2 separate regions of the Sus scrofa genome follow, and region 2 is linked to region 1. Evidence: chromatin contacts called from public HiChIP or PLAC-seq data. All regions are on one chromosome and are shown on one strand. The core of a region is the stretch at or near the end of the contact, and the rest is flanking DNA. Distances in the headings are between cores, read along the strand shown. Region 1 overlaps UGP2 (UDP-glucose pyrophosphorylase 2). Region 2 has its middle 110 kb from the start of MDH1.

Region 1 (4,576 bases), core at 1,682-4,181:
TATGGGTGATAACAACGCAGATGCCCAACACACACAATGCCTGTGGCCCAGCTGACTGAAACTCTTTGAAGGATATTTTAAATTCACTGTCGTGAACATCGTTTGTTTAAGGATTTCAAAGAATACAGCATGGGAGAAAGTCAATTTAAGTGCCACACTACTAGAAATGTAAGAGTAGATGACAGAGCCACAACCTCTTGTCATCCTGATGTACTATGGTAGCTTGGAATCCCTTCTAGCACAGCTGCCGAAATCAACCAGTCAGTACAAGGAATGTCACTATGATACAATGGCTTCAAGCATCCATTACCAGACAGGAGAATTTCTTGGGAGCATTACATTTACTCAAAAGTTACTAGCAAATGCGACCAAGCCAATAATTTTCTGAATTATCTTTTAAGCGCCAACTATTTCCATTTAGAAGTTACCTCTGACTTCCTAGAAAAGAGCCTGACATTTACATAAGTCTCACAAGGGTGTGAAAAATCAATTTAACTGAACCCCTAGTTCTATATTCATTTCAGGAAAAATTGTTAGTTCAGAGTTCTTTTTAATCTATCTAATGTTTGAGTATATTTTTAAAAAATAGAATACAAAGAAGCAATTTTTTTTTCTACATAAGGTGAGACAGGCCTATGTTTTCTGACTTCACCTAATAAACTTTCATTGTGAAACACGGTATATACAGAAGTTTATAAAATACACATATACGGTTGAAAGGAAAACCTAAATTTAAAAAGAATACTGCCATAGAGCAGCTGCTTCCATGCACCTGTCCCTGATCATGTTCGTTCAGATTCTCCGTAGTTTTGCCACCTACGTATGTATTCATAGTAACAATATTTTACTTAATTTTGTCTCTAAACTTTTAAATAAAGTGAGTCATCCTATAAAGTATCCTCCTGTGACTTCTTTAATTCAGTATTATTTTAAGAATTATTCACATTAATGTATGTAGCTATAATACATTCACTTTTTACTGCCATCTAGTATTCAATTTGCATATCCATTAAGAGATAAAACTGTCATTATTCACAGATGATATGATTTTTATTTATTTTTTATGGTCACACCCATGGCATAGGGAAGTTCTCAGGTCAGGGACTGAATCCGAGCCATGGCTGTGGCAACACCAGATCCTTTAAGCCACTGTGCCCAGCTAGGGATGGAACCTGTACCTCCACAGTGACCTGAGCTGCTGCAGTCAGATTCTTCACCCATTCCATCATGGTGATAACTTTAATGGTATGATTTTATATGTAGAAAAATCTAAAGACCTCATGAATAAACTGTTAGGATAATGTGAGCATAGCAACATTGAAGATACATGGTTAATATTTAAAGAAAAACCACAAAATTGCTTTTGGAGCCCCTGTGCACTGTTGGTGGGAATGTAAAAATGGTGTGCCCATTAAGGAAAAAAATATGGTGGTTCCTAAAAAAAATTAAAAATAGAAGAATTGTATGATCCAACAGTTCCACTTCTAGGTATATCCCCAAATAATTGAAAGCAGGGTCTCAAAGAGATATTTGTACACTCACCTTCACAGCAGCATTATTCACAACAGCCAAAAACAGAAGCAACTCAAATGCCCATCAACACATGAATGGATGAAACAAAATATGGTATATACACATGTGGAATGTTTTTCAGCCTTAAAAAGGAAGGAAGTTCAGACACTTGCTATAATATGAATGAACCTTGATGACATTACCTTAAGAAAAAATACTAATAGAAATTTTTTGCCTACTGTGCAGATCAATTAAAAACCAAACATAACCTTGTTGCCTTAAATTTCACCAGGAGGGAAAAAACCTTCCAACATCATGTATATTCATGAAAAAAAAAATCTTTAGTCCACATACCATAAAGAAAATAACTACTTAGAGAAAAGTAAAGAAAAATCAGTTTTCTTCATATTAATCAAACTTCAAAACATGCCTTTTACTAGAATGCTTTAAGAAGACAATTCCTTATAACTGAATCTATGGAGGTTAAACAAATTTTTCCCTGTATGTGGAAATTTTATTCTATAATGGTGATAAAAGGTCTCAGCCTCAGAATTATTTTTAACACTACACAATTTGGCCTTCAGCCAAAGGTATATTAAATATACTTTTAGTTTTAATTAAAATCTTCGCAAGATTGGCATCTTAAGAACTTGAGTTTAAATTTAAAATGTACTTCTGAATTACTTTTCAAATATTTGGAGTCAAATAAAATAAGCTGATCCAAGCATAACATTAAATTTTAAACGGAGCTAATAAAGATTTGGGGGCACAGGCCCAGGAAACTCACAAGTAGAGAGACTTGTTGATCATTGAGGTGAGGGCCCAGAATTCCCTGTGAAATGCCGTATTTAGAAACTTGCAACCCCAAGTTAAGTGGGCAGGGAGTCATCCTACCCCTACAAATGTCAAGGAACCATGTTTCTTTAGGTAGTGTTTTCAGTATAACACCTACTTGTCTTGATATATCTAATTCTTAAAGCAGCTAATTAAATACTCTGGAGAGGAATTGACTATGGAGAGAATGGAAAGAAGAGTCACAAGGTATGAAGTAACAGGGTGTGACCAGGGAAGAGATGTCCAGAGTCATCAAGTTAGTGTTGCTGTTAGAGACCTCAACGGAAGAAAAAAAAAAAAAAAAAGCAGCAGCAGCCTCAACTGGATGTCCTTCACTTATGTTCCAAATAACACCGACCCCAACCCCAACACAGACAGACACGCACACATAGAAAGGCACCGATCACATGAGTCCTGGAAGCCAAGACACTTTTGGTCTACAACTAATTACAGGTTAAATTAGGCGGTAAGCTCAGCTTTCCATCACATAAATCACCCTATATGCCAGCACAAGTTCCCTCTGTTGGTGTTGCTGTTTACACCCTCTACCAGGGACCTCACCAAGCAATCCCACAGAGTTCAGTTTATTCCCACAAACCAAAGGGTCCTGTGTTAGCAGGTTGCTTGGCAACGGCTGAAGTTACACTGGACACACCTAGTCACAGAGACATTTTTAGACCTGCCCTCCACTTTCCCCCCTTCAGCTCCCCCAGGAGAATGCACAAAGACATCCATTCAGGCTAAGATGGAGGTGTTGGGAGACCACAGGGAGTACCATGCACTGCTGGACACGGCCTCCATGATACTCTGATTGAGTCACTTTAGTCAATCACTAGTGCTATCTTTGTGCTTTCAACTTCATCACCCTGTTTGTCTTTCTCCCAGACATGAATAGAATTCAGTCTTCCAAGACCTCTGCTACAAGTATATATACAGTAGGGCAACCCATACAAGTGAGGTAGGGCAAATGGCATGAGGCTCCCTGCAAAATGCACAGGGGAGATGAGGCCACTCTTTTCCTCTCCTCACTGGGAAAAAGAATAGGTCAAACACCTAGCTTCCTCTAGTGAATCAACAAAAGAAAGTAGTTGGCAATCTACAAAAGAACATAATTTAAGCAACATTAAGCCCTTTGAGGTATCAATCTAGTTTTTCTGCAGAAAGATTCTTTAAAATATCTTTTAAAAATTGTTTACCATGATCTGCATCTTGCCAAGTCTGTTCATAACTTAGTTTCCAGTTAGAAGAAAAGCTGAATTCATCACATAGTCATGGAGACACACTGTTCCCATTAGCAAGAGTATAACCCAGTTCTTGGTAGCATATTCGTGCTATACCTGGACACAGTGCCAAATACCGAAAACAAACTAACAGTACCTGCCCTGTTATGGTTCACAAGGATGTGATTATTGCAATCCAAAAGTTTCTTTTTTCCCCAACAAAAGCAAGTTGGCTTGAAAGAAAATGAGCTGTACAAACAGTAAATAAGTTTGAAATGACGCTCCATATGTACAGGAAGTATTCCAAGAACATCAGCTTAGTCACCAAACCCTTATGCACAGAGTCTGCAAACCAAGGCCTGAACTAGGTACTTTCATATATTGTCTTTTCATTTCATATTTCTAACAGTAACGACCAAATTCTGAGTCATTTGCAAGCTCCTACCAATTAATTTAATGACAGAAAAATCATACTTAGACCAGAGATTTTCTCATTCAGGAAAAGTTGGCAAATCATCTACATTATCACACGCACCACCAACATGCTCACCAACACCCCCTCAGCCACCAAGATGAGCTCAGAGGGCAAATAAAACCATCCTATATGGGAATGCCCTCGAACTTCTGCCCCCAGATCAGACCCTCAGGACCTTCCTGCATCTCTACCTTTGTTGCTTCCTCTTCCTTCTGGCCACAGGAACAGCTGTCCCCCACCCTAAAGCAATCTCTCTGCCCATCTCAAGGTCCCCATTTCATCAATCACCCAATCTCAGTGGCAGCCTCTCTCTCTCTATACCTTTCCATCAAATACTTGACATCTAAAAAACAAAGAAAACATCAATGTATATACTTACTCATCCTTTTCCATACTCACAACCTTTTCTCTCCATCTTCTTAAAGGCAAAGCTTCTTGAAAAAGCTGCTCCACTCATCTCTACTTCCTCACCTCCCTTTCACTCACTCACCCAATGCAATTTGGCCTTCTTATAGATCAGTGTACTGCTCTTACC
Region 2 (4,654 bases), core at 754-3,253, 160 kb after region 1:
TATCTGTACATGGTTAGATGTTACAAGATACATTCATTTTATCTTCAGTATTCTTCTGGAGGTGGTGTTACATTATGGCAGATCACTAAATAATACTTTGTCTGCATTATTGTTTTCTGGAATTTGCAGTACTGGGGGGTGTTTTAACTTCAGCTTCTTTAAATTGCTTGCTGCAAGGTAGAAGCAATTTACTTGTCAAGTAAAAAGATGTTGCAAAGTTTTCATAAAAAATTCCAGAGGCAAATGTGTATGAAAACTGTTCTTACAGGCACAGAGCCAGTCCTAGAAACAAAAATGAATTGCCTCTCTGCACAAACAGATTTTTCAAGAGCTGTTCACATGCCTGTGTGTCTGGCTGAGGTGGGTTTTTAGGGTAACCAGTCAATGACAAACCACTTACTGAGTTCTTTAACGAGGGAGGTTAGTGTTAATGGTTAGTTTTAGAGCTTTTAAAAATTGCTCACTAGGAGAGTTTTAAAATTTGTTGCTCATATTTTCATCTGAGTTTCTTCATATTCCTGTTTAAAGGTTTGACCCACTCTTTTTTTTTTTTTTCCCTCCTTTGGCCATACCCACAGTATGTGGAATTCCCTGACCTGGAATCAAACTTGCACCACAGTAGTGACCTGCATCACAGCTTTGGCAGTGCCAGATCCTTAACCTAATTTGCCGCAAGGGAACTTCCTGACACACTCTTAACTTTTGCTCCATTATGCCCTATTCTTGCTTTCTAAGTCTTTGCAGATACCGAGATACGATTAATGATATTTAGAAGCTAAATCTGTCATAGAGGAATTATGATTTTTTTTAATATGAAAATTTGGTCACGCTCAATGATTAGTAAAATCTGTAGAAGCAGGAGAACTGGAAAATAAATTCCCCAGGAAATGTGACCTACAGTGAAAGTATTGCTGGGATTCTTTCAAAGAGTGCCTTTTTTGCCTTTTGGTAGTTAAGAAGGAGAAGAAGGAAAAAAAGGCATAAAACCATTTTTTGTTTACTAATTTAATGGAAAACTAGAACATCAAAAAATTTGTCACTTTTAGTCCATTCTGTCCTTTTTGTCTTTTTTCTTTTCTTTTCTTTTTTCATAGCTGCACCTGCAGCATATGGAAGTTCCTGGGCTGGGGTGGAATTGGAGCTGCAGCTGAGGCCTATGCCATAGCAACAGCAGCAGTGGATTCAAGCTACATCTGTGACTATGCCTCAGCTTGTGGCAATGCTGGATCCTCAACCTACTGAGCAAGGCTAGGGACCAAAACCTCATCCTCACAAAGACAACATAGGGTCTTTAACCTGCTGAGCCACAATGGGAGTTTTTCCTATTGAGAAATGTAAATACATTTATAGGCACGAATTTTAGTATAGCAATAAACAACTATATCAAACAAAATGCATCATTCAGGTATTTTCCTTAATTGCTCAGCAGTCTGTATTTGAGGGTCTATAACCTATCTTTCATACAACTTTCTTAAACGAGGTAAGACGTAATAAGCCACGTGCTAGGTATGTGGGTTGTTAAGGATAAAGGAATTTCAAATTGAAACACAGGTAGAAAACATGCTAAAATGCCACACTAATTTACTAGAGGTTTAAAATGGAAACCATCCTAGCTGTTGAGATTGTGGGAGATTATTTTTCTCCTTAAATTTTTTTTTATTATAGCTGATTTACAATGTTCTGTCAATTTTTTTCTTGTTTTTTTAATGTTTGAACTTTGCCAGGTTTTCTTAGTGAGTGTATTTCTTTTATATTTAAAAGAGTAGGAGAAAAATAAGAATGCTTTCATATAAGGATTTATAATCCATGTTGCCTCAGCTCTTTTGGAGGTGTGCTAGGATTTCAGTGGTGGTTCAAACCAGCACTGGTTGGGGCCAGAGGATAGGAACTGACCTATGGTGCTGCTTGTCAACTGTTCACGTTGGGGGGCGGGGAGTAAGGCAAAGTTGGATATAATACACACTGGCATTAACATGTGTTCATTCACCCATACTTCAGCAACTATTTATAGAATGTCAGCTACCAGTACAAAGCACTGTGTGAGGGCTGGGCAGCTAATCATGAATCTCCACATGGAGCTTCTGCTCTAGGAAAAAATTTTCAACTAGCAATATGATAAGGACTACAAAGAAATAAGATTCTAAGAGAGTGTATAATAGCAGAACCTGACCAGGTCAAAGGGTAGGGAGATCCAGGAAGGTGGTTGTGAGGAAGTGATACACAGTTTCAGTTCTGAAGGGTGGGCAGATATTAGCCAAGTAGGAGGAGTAGGGAAAGGGAAGCATTCTAGGTGAAGGGAATGGTTTGTGGGAAGGCTCAAAAATTGGAAAAGCATGTCAAGAATCTGAAAACCCATTGTGACTGAAGCCAGAAGAATGAGGGAGTTACTGGTTGTGAGACTGTTTTTTTTTTTTTTAAGATTTATATTTTTTGAAAGAACACTCTCTGCTCTGTGGATTCTGGACTATAAGGGACCAGAGGAGGCACAGGGAGCCCTAGAGAAGGCTCTTACAATGATCCAGCTAAGAGTTAATGGTTGTGGCATCAGGGGACGGTTGTGGCATCAGGCTTTGGGCATAGTAAACAAATTTCAGAGATAATACAGGAAGCAGAATTGACAAGAGTTGCTGCTTGGTTGGTTATATGAGACAGGAAGTTGTCAAGAATGACTCCAAAAGTTTCTGACTTTAAAAACTGGGTAGATGGTGGTGTTATGGAACTAGAGGATGTGGGAAGTTTAGGAGGGAAGGATATGAGTCGTGTTTAGGCCATAGCTGATTTTAAGGTAGCTGTGAGCTATCCCAGTGGAGATGTCAAATAGTGAGAGTGTAAAGATATGGAAATCACAGGAACATAGCAGCAGCCTCAGATGATACTCATTGTCAGGCAGATGATATCATCTTAACTCCAGGGAGGTCCAGCCAGTTAGTTGCTAGTGGGGCTACTATGAAGTAGCCCCTTAGAGAGAGATGGGCTAGAAACACATTTACAAAGTGTCAGATACTTACCTAAGTACTCCTCTAAAGAAGGGATATCCTCATAGTTTGTGAATGAGGAAACAAACGAAGATGAGTTACATAAATTGCCCGAGGCCATTCAGCTAATGAGTAGTGAAGTGGAGCATATTAGTTTGGGTCTCAACCAGAAACAGGTGACAAGCTTGATGATAATTCAAAGTGGGATTTTTTTGTTTTATAAAAGATTATCAAATGAGTATGCAAAGTAGGGATCTACAAGCAGTAGTGCAGTAAGCTAGAGCTAGTAGCAGCTGAGCTGTTACCACACCTAGAATCAAAGTATCCAGAGGAGAGAGTAGCTCCCAGACCCTGAAAGGAGAAAGTCCTGTGTGTGGGAGCAGCCTTGAAAGGATCAGTGATCTTCAGTGGAAGAGCATAGTCAGCGGAGGCCACCTCATTCAACTCCCTATTTTTCCCACATGTCTCCTATTAGGACTCACACTGGCCACACCCAATAGGAAGCCAGCGGGCTGAGAGCCAGGTGGAAAGGCCTGGAGGGTGTGTCAAGAGGCAGCCTCCATTTGGGTCTTCCTGACTCCAGACTCTAAAGTGCCATCAAGAAGGTGTTGCCTACCGTAAGGCCCTGACGTGATAGAGTACACACCGAGACCTGAGCAGACAGCCAGCCAAGCTTTGTGTCCTGGATCTCAGGTGAGAATTAGAGGAAAGGTGAAATTAGTTCGCTGAGGAGCTCTGACCAGGCGCACCAGATACCTGCGAGCAGACTGCCTCTGACCCCATCTGGTAGTGCAGAGCTAATTTAAACTAACAGCCATCATGCCTCCTCTTACGCCTGCTCTCTGAAGTGAGCAGATGGGGAACATTCATTGTCATATTATAAACTGGCAAACAAATAAATCAAGGAATTGCGTGGCAGCTCCATTTATGCAGTCACACCAGTTCTCAGCTCTTGTGTTTGAATTCTGAAAGCAGTGGTCATCAATGTAGGTTCTCCCTTATAAAAAGAAGTCCATTAAAGAATTGTTTGCTTCAGGGCTTTCTGTTCAGATGTCCCTATTGTCACTTGAAATGTCAGAAGAGATACTACTTTGCTATTGACATTTCAGGCTCTAGGTTAATGACTATCAGTTATGGCAACAAACTCAGAGAAATGTTCACTGTTTCTGACTAGGGAGAATTCAGCTTAAAAATATATAAGGTAGTTTAGATGTACCTTTCTTGACATTCATTCCATGGGTTGTGTTAATATTTACTTTCTTGTCCTGATTATTTTATGTCTTCCGTTTTGTTTCTGTTTAACTGCTCTATAAATTACTACCATCTCCAGCAGGAATTCTCACAGAACAGTACAGCATGTACATTCAGAAGTCTTGGGAATGTTGTATACATTCAAGAGCTCAGTTTTTATTTTTTTCAGAAATCATTTCAACTTAGGGTTAATTGAAAGAGACACACTGGAATTAAAATATTGTTTTCTATGTTTGAAAAAATAAATGAGGGAGGGTAAGTGGAAATTTGGCATAACCTAGGATAAGCCGTGGAAGCTATTCATTTTGGTTAAAATCCTATATGCTTGGGAAAAATTAGCTTGGGAAACTGCCTCAAAAATGGCATAAAAAAAATTGAGGATAACATATCTCAAGTCCATTCAGCATTTTTTAGCTAGTTTTTGTTTT

Evidence for each region. HiChIP or PLAC-seq counts read pairs in DNA pulled down with a chosen protein or histone mark.
Region 2: an H3K27ac HiChIP or PLAC-seq map of skeletal muscle shows a contact between it and region 1. The contact joins two enhancer-like sites. A contact is called at or near these places in 1 of 47 Hi-C or Micro-C datasets (skeletal muscle) and 2 of 2 datasets of contacts at active chromatin or transcription factors (alveolar macrophages and skeletal muscle).

What each region holds. Positions count from the first base shown.
Region 1 is chr3:77,988,725-77,993,300 of Sscrofa11.1, forward strand. All of the region lies in intron 3 of UGP2 (UDP-glucose pyrophosphorylase 2), which reads right to left. Among named protein-coding and RNA genes, the nearest start is that of UGP2, 40 kb to the right of the region's middle. Within about 2 kb of position 2,932, at least 6 of the 83 cell types and tissues checked have an H3K27ac peak or open chromatin away from gene starts, as enhancers often do. A contact at or near this core is called in skeletal muscle, where this site is marked.
Region 2 is chr3:78,150,643-78,155,296 of Sscrofa11.1, forward strand. No RefSeq gene overlaps it. Among named protein-coding and RNA genes, the nearest start is that of MDH1, 110 kb to the right of the region's middle. Within about 2 kb of position 2,004, at least 8 of the 83 cell types and tissues checked have an H3K27ac peak or open chromatin away from gene starts, as enhancers often do. A contact at or near this core is called in skeletal muscle, where this site is marked.